Regions from separate parts of the Cricetulus griseus genome. Here region 1 is linked to region 2. A link is a contact called in public Hi-C data. All regions are on one chromosome and are shown on one strand. The core of a region is the stretch at or near the end of the contact, and the rest is flanking DNA. Distances in the headings are between cores, read along the strand shown. Region 1 holds the start of Tcf7l2 (transcription factor 7-like 2). Region 2 overlaps Tcf7l2 (transcription factor 7-like 2).

What was found. A called contact is a pair of places that touch in the nucleus more often than the background predicts.
Region 1: a contact with region 2 is called in a Hi-C map of the CHO-K1 cell line, with 2.5 times the contacts expected there. The contact joins the promoter of Tcf7l2 here to the enhancer-like site in region 2. A contact is called at or near these places in 3 of 8 Hi-C or Micro-C datasets (the CHO-K1 cell line and liver).

What each region holds. Positions count from the first base shown.
Region 1 is chr3:5,716,678-5,719,935 of CriGri-PICRH-1.0, forward strand. Tcf7l2 (transcription factor 7-like 2) reads right to left here and starts at 1,558. Exons shown (of 16, transcript XM_027406954.2): 1 at 845-1,558; 2 at 532-598; 3 at 158-282. The coding sequence starts at 1,033.
Region 2 is chr3:5,584,910-5,588,234 of CriGri-PICRH-1.0, forward strand. All of the region lies in intron 6 of Tcf7l2 (transcription factor 7-like 2), which reads right to left. Among named protein-coding and RNA genes, the nearest start is that of Tcf7l2, 130 kb to the right of the region's middle. Within about 2 kb of position 1,817, at least 4 of the 6 cell types and tissues checked have open chromatin away from gene starts, as enhancers often do. A contact at or near this core is called in the CHO-K1 cell line, where this site is marked.

The sequences.
Region 1 (3,258 bases), core at 308-2,807, 130 kb after region 2:
CGCAAACAAACCCAGTCCACAAAAGGCAGAGAAAAAGTTTGGAGAGTTCGGGCCGCGAGGGGGAGGGGAGGGGGAGGGGCGGGGCGGGGGAGGGGCAGGGCATGCGGGGGCCGGCGGGCGGGCGGGCGGGCAGGGCGGGGAGCGCGGTGGCACTTACGGTTCGGGCGGTGGGCGAGAGCGATCCGTTGGGGAGGTAGGGGCTCGTCAGGTCGGGGATCATGATGAAGGGGTAGCCGGGATACGGTGGCCCCTTAAAGAGCCCTCCATCTTGCCTCTTGGCCGCTAACATGGCGGGGCGGCGGAGGGGACGGCGGCGGCCGCGCGGCGCGGGAGAGAGCGGGAGAAACTTTTTAGCAAGTGTCCCCCCGAGGGCCCGCGCGCGTCCCCGGGGCCCGGCGGGCGCGGGAAACTCGGTGGGTAGGTGGGTGGGTGGGTGGGTGGGCAGGGAGTGGGCACGGGGGCACCCGCCAGGCCGACCCGGGGAGGGGGCAGCGCGATCGCGCGGTCTGGGGGCGCGCGGGGCGCACTCACCTTCTTCCAAACTTTCCCGGGATTTGTCTCGGAAACTTTCGGAGCGAGGCGGAGGCCGTCTTTCCGCCTTCCCGGAGGGGCGAGGTGGGGAGGGCGAGGGGCGATCGCCGCGCCGAGGGGGTGCGGGGAGGGAGAGGGGTGCAGAAAAACACGGTTGCAAGTTTTTGCCGTCAGCAGCCCGCGCGCCCGCCCGCCGCCTGCAGCCCCGAGCCGCCCGGCCTTCCAGCCCCAGCCGCGGAGCCCCGGAGCCCGGGAGCCCGGGAGCCCCGGAGCCGGCAGGCTCAGCCCCGCCAGCCCGAGGGGCTCTCCCTACCTCGGAATCGGAGGAGCTGTTCTGATTCGTCTCTGATTCATTGACCAGCGAGGACTTGACATCGGCTAAATCCCTCTCCGCCGAGGAGTTTTCCGAGTTCTTCTCCTCCTGCTCGCCCTCGTCTTTGAAGGAGATCAGCTCGTCGTTAGCGCCTAGGTCATCTCCTCCACCGCCGTTCAGCTGCGGCATTTTTTTCACCCACCAGCAGCAATTTTGGAAGAAAAATGAAGGAGGAAGAAAAGCAAAAAAAAAAAAAAAAAGTTTGCGAGCCCCCCAAAAAATATTGCAAGAAAAAGACGAGTCCAAGGTTAACTTTTTTTTTCTCCTGCTTTGGGGTCTTTCTCTCCTGGGGAGGGGAAAAGAGGGAGGAGGGAGGGGAAGGGGGAGATCTTCCGCACGCGTGAGTTTGGGTTTCTTTTTTCTCTCGTTCCCAAGGATCCGATCAATGTGCAAAAAAATAATAAATAAAAAGGGGGGTAAAAAAAAACAACAACAACAACAAGTCAGATATAAGAGCAAAGGGGGGGGAAGCCGAAGACACCGAAGGAGCTCGTGCCGCTCGGATTTGAGTGAGTTGAAGTTAGACTGAGCTTTTCAGTTCAAAGGCGGCGCTGATTGACAGATAGAAAAAGGGGGATCGAAATCCGGAGGAACGGAGTAGTCTGGGAGCGGAGATTATTGACAGGGCGAGAGGAACACACTCGCCTTAATGAGATGCCAGGGGGCGGGGCGAGCCCGGTGACGTATGCATAAATAAACAGCCGGGGTGGGCGGGGCGGGGGCGGCCAACAATGATCCTTTAGGCGCCGGGAGAGGGAGCGGGGCGGGCCGGGGCCGCGGGAGGCGCGCGGGGTGCGGCCTGTGCGCAGTGTGCGAGCCGGGCGCCCGGACGGTGCGGGCCTCGCTCCTGGAGGGGGCGGGTTCCGAAAGACAATGCGGACCGGGAGAGGAGGGGAAGGGGGTGGCAACCGAGTCCGGAATCTGAGCCGGGGAAGGCGGAAGGAAAGCCCACTCGGGGGGCGGGGAAGGGGAGAGGCCCAGAAAAAGTGTTAGCCACAAGTCTTGAGGATGGGGACCCAGAGGGGAGGACTATGGGATGTGGGGACGGGGAGCTCAGTGGTTAATCCCTCAGAGAAGTCGGACGCCCTGGGGCGGGATAAGACACCACTGGGGCAAGAAGACTCACCCCTCTCTCTGCTCTGAGAAGACCTGGGGAGGTTAACCCACAACGGCTCCCCTCCCTTTTTTCTTTAATGACAGTGAATCATGTCATTAAATGTAAAGAACTACTCGGTTAAATATGCCAAGAAGGCGTTTTATCCAAAAAACAAATACTTTAGGTTCGACTGGGGTACTAAAAATATCCTTAAGGGAAAGGTAAAGTTGTTGGATTTTTTTTTTTTTTTTTTTTTTTTTTTTTTTTTTTAACTGACGTTGGAAGTAGGAAGTGATGTAGGATCCAAAGTCCGTTCTGACTTTGGAGGTGAAAAGTTGGGGCCTTAACAGCGCCAGGGAAAATAAAAGTGAAAGTTCACCAAGCCCTGGGGAAGAATTGGGCTGTAGTTTTTCTCTAAGGGGTCGGAGAGGAAATGCCCAGAGGCTGTAGGTGTTCATGGCTCTGGCAGGAGACAGTCACCAAAGCTGGCCTAGAAGCCCTTGCGGAGGAGGTGGCAAGCCCAGGATTTGAGACAGGTATTTGTTGGCTGTTAGGCTCAGGGAGGACACACTGATTTGCTGAGAAACAGGCAAGAAACTTATGTTAAAGGAGAAAGGATGTCCCTGGTTGGCAGAGTCAGAAGGTCCTTTTCCTTGCAAGTCTCCAGTGAGAAGGGAACTGGAGTTCCAAGGTGAAAAGAGAAGCCAAAAAAGAAAGAAGGAAAGCAAGAAAGAAAGAAAGAGAGAGAGAGAGAGAGAGAGAGAGAGAGAGAAGAGTAACTGGCAACTTACTATTAGGTTTGATGTTCTGGGGTTCACAATGCATTAAATTATCCCACCCTCCCCTTTAAAAAGCTCATCTGTTGTAGATTTCCAAAAGTAACCAATTTACTGTGTAATATTTAGAGAGTTTGGGGTTCAACAAAACTGTTGTACAGGCTCAGGCCTCAGAAAGAAGACAACTAAAAATAATGATACTGAGATTGACAAGGCCAACGAATTCCCCTGCACTGGACAGAAAAACTCCCAAGCACATTAGCACACTAAAGCAAAAGAGCAGACAAAATAAGGGCGGGATGGGGAGGCGGTGAGATTTACCATCCCACCAGCTCCCAACTTCCATATTCATCAGAAAATCAGAAGTGGAGGGAGAAAGAGCCTGAAAAAAAATAAAATAAGACAAAACAAATGTGTACATTTCATCGGACGGATTGCATGGGACACAAAGTGGAGGGCTAATTAGTCTCAGCAGGTAGGGC
Region 2 (3,325 bases), core at 567-3,066:
AGGATTGTCTTTTATAAATGCGTAGCATAAACTTTGTGTCATTCCCAGGATGTTAACCCCACTACCCTTCCTGGTTTACAGAAGGAAAAACCAACATTGCCAAGAATATACCCCCAAGCCTCTAAGTTAACACAATAAGACTCAGAGTTTCAACTCAAGTACTTCCTGGCTGCTTGCTCTCCCTAACCTCAGGTCCACCTCCCTGTAAGTCAACACTGTGTGACAGAGGGTCGTAGTGGAAAATGCCCACACGGCAATTCTAAAGTCTCAAAATATCCCTACCTCTATTGAACACACCGTGGTAAAGTGATGTGAGCACACACATGTGAACTGTTGGCGGGGATTGTAGCAGTTTCCTTTACTAACCGAAGGGACAGTTGGCAGGTATGGTGTTGCAATTAATACAGATAAACCATCAATAGCCTATCCGCCTTTTGATTTTTGAATAAACAAAGGCGGAATGCTGCAATTAAGATCAGAAGTGCCTCAGAAGGCCATATGGCCAAAGGGAAACAGAATGGAAACGCCACCAGCAAGAACGGGGGAGTCTTGTTATTCCTAAGGTGGAAGGATGATCTTTAACAAATGTTTTCCCCTGATGCCTGAAGGATAAGTGGTCTCCCAGCAGAAATGATGGCTAGCAATCAAAGGAGAAGCTGTGACCCAGGTCAGGGGCAGCCTGAGAAGCCAATGTTTGTGAGAATTACCACATAAATCCTGTAGGGGGCGCACCGTGGCCTGACCGGTTCAAGATGACCAGCCCTGTCCAGCCTTTCTGATGCCGGGGGATTTTAGGGGACAATTCAAACCCACAAACGCTGTGCAGTCAGCACAGTGGCTGGACACACTGATGCCTGGGGGTCCCCAGAGTCTACTCCTTAATACGTGGGAAACAATGACATCTCTATGCCCACAATGGCTTCAGTGTGAGCCCCTCCGCCCACAATGGCCCCATTCAATCCCCCACCACGAGCAATTGCCCCAAGTTTAACAGCCTGTGTTAGGGGGGCACCAGGCACAAAAGGAGGTGTTTCCAGGTTCAGTGAACATTTTACATCCATTCATCAGGGAAGGGACAAAAGCGATTCCCCACTTCACCTCAGGCAGGGAGGGCATCAATCCCTCCAAAGAGCAACCTTTGCGTGGTGGGGGCAGGGAACGCACTGTTTAAGGATGGTTGGTTGTGCAAACATGCTTCTGGATTATTTTTGCCTCCAACTAAAGACATCTGCATAAAAATGGGGATCTTTTGTCTCATAAGAAGGACCAAGAGAGACCTTTTGGGGGAAGAAGGGAGCAAAAGGAGTAAAAGGCGCCCAAATAAAGACTGAGGAGGTCGGAGACGGGAGTCTAAATTACATCTGGAATCTTTATTAGGAAAGTGGGCCACATTTTTTCTTTACTTTACATTTTTATTGGGGTTCGCTGGGACTTTTATTATGGAATCTGGTGTTGGCTTTGTATACCAGCTTTAATTACTGAGTACCCTGCCAGCCACACTTGACCAACACAGGCTGCTATAGGAAGCATTTCCCAGGACCTGAAAGCCTGACTCTCCTAATCGAAAGTGGAATACCTTGGTGTCTTGACTCCATCAGTCAACAAGGAGTGTTGTACTAGTTGATTAATAAGGCCTCAACTTAGCTAACTACTTAAGTCACTTTGTGAACAGCTATAGTGCACACAAAGTGATAATATTTGAAATAGCCTAAGTCATCCCTCACTCTCAGAGCGACACCCACCCACCCCTTCACCCTGCCAAGCTGCATTAGTCATACTAAACATAGTCTGCTCCCAACTAACTCTTCAAGCTTTGGCAAGCAGGGCCCAGCTGACATTCTGGGCTCAGTTAACATTATTACATAATCAGGGCTTCACTCTCTTCATGGGCCACAAGTCAAAACAAACTTGCTGAACTCAACCCAGGGCATCAGCCTGCTTCCTGGTTACATGACACAGGCTCTAACAGCAGGATGGAGCTCTTAGCAAAGCCGTAAACATCTCTAACTTGGTCTACAGCATCTCTAAGCTTGTCAACAGCATCGTGATCTCCATTCTACCTCCTGTACATATTGTTTTCAGAAAGTCTCCCCCGACACACACATTTCTGGGCTGTTAACAAAATCCAAGAAAGCAACAACCTAAAAGAATTCCCAAGCACCAGTCCTTGGGGAAAGAAGGTGAGCAAGAACACACAAATATTCATCTCTCATATAAATGGTTATGGTATGGTCTGTAGTCTCAGCTCACAGCCATGCTCCTGCCTCAGCCTCCTGAATGCTGGGCTTGCTGGTGTGAGTCACCTTGTGTGGTCCACTTTGCTAGGTGTTGCTAAAAGCCTAGTCATTGCTTGCAAGATTTCAAGTATTTTTTACACATAAGTTCTAGGTCCCGATTCCTATCTATCCTTCCACAGAGGCATTCATCCCCTGTCACCATTGTGTGAGTCTCCTGATGAGCCCTGCAGCATCCAATGTACAGGAAAAGTCATGATTTCAAGAGGGAAAAATTGACTTCATCCTGGACACTCTGGATTCCACACTGGCTTCCAAGGAGCCTCAACTTCGGCACAGAACAAAATGCAACTCTGCCATGCATCAGAGAGGTAGGGTAGGAAGACACACTCAGGAGAGTGGATTTCTGTCCTGGGTCCCTGTATCACCTGGTAATGTGGCCTCAGAGTCTTACAGCAGCCTTCTGTACCTGAGTCTCAGTTTTCAAATTTTCGAGAGAGGTTTGATGGAGTAGGTGGGGTATTGTTAGTCACTGCAACAACCCCCAGGTTCTACAGCAGATTTCTTCCAACCCACCAACTACTGAAAACAGATTAAAATTACTCTGGCTGGGGTGAGCTACTCAAGAGCCTGTGATGTGTGCTTTTGTATGTTTAGGTCACTCCGATAAGTACATTTCCTTGTCTGAGTTATTTTATTGCCTTCTCCTAGGAGTCCAGGCCCAGCAAATCTCGTAGTCCACTTGTACACAAACCTAACCTGTTAGGTAACATTTGATTTATCACCATCTCTCTGCCTCAATGCTATCTGTTTATGCACAGGACAGGCACCATCATCTCTCCAAACAATCGCTTCTTCTCTAATCCTGGAGACCATCTTTCTCAACTAAAATCTCAGAGAGGCTCACCCTCGTCTGAACAGGTCCCTTCTTACATCACTTCAGCTTTCTAAGAGTGTCTGAGGCCAGAATGCTCGGAAGCTCAGGCCGGTCACCACCCAATGGGTATGCTTCTGATAGGCAGGTATGCACTCCGGATTGATGCAGGCTAAGAGGAGAGGAGCGAAGGCTTGGTGTTAAAGAGGTGAGGATG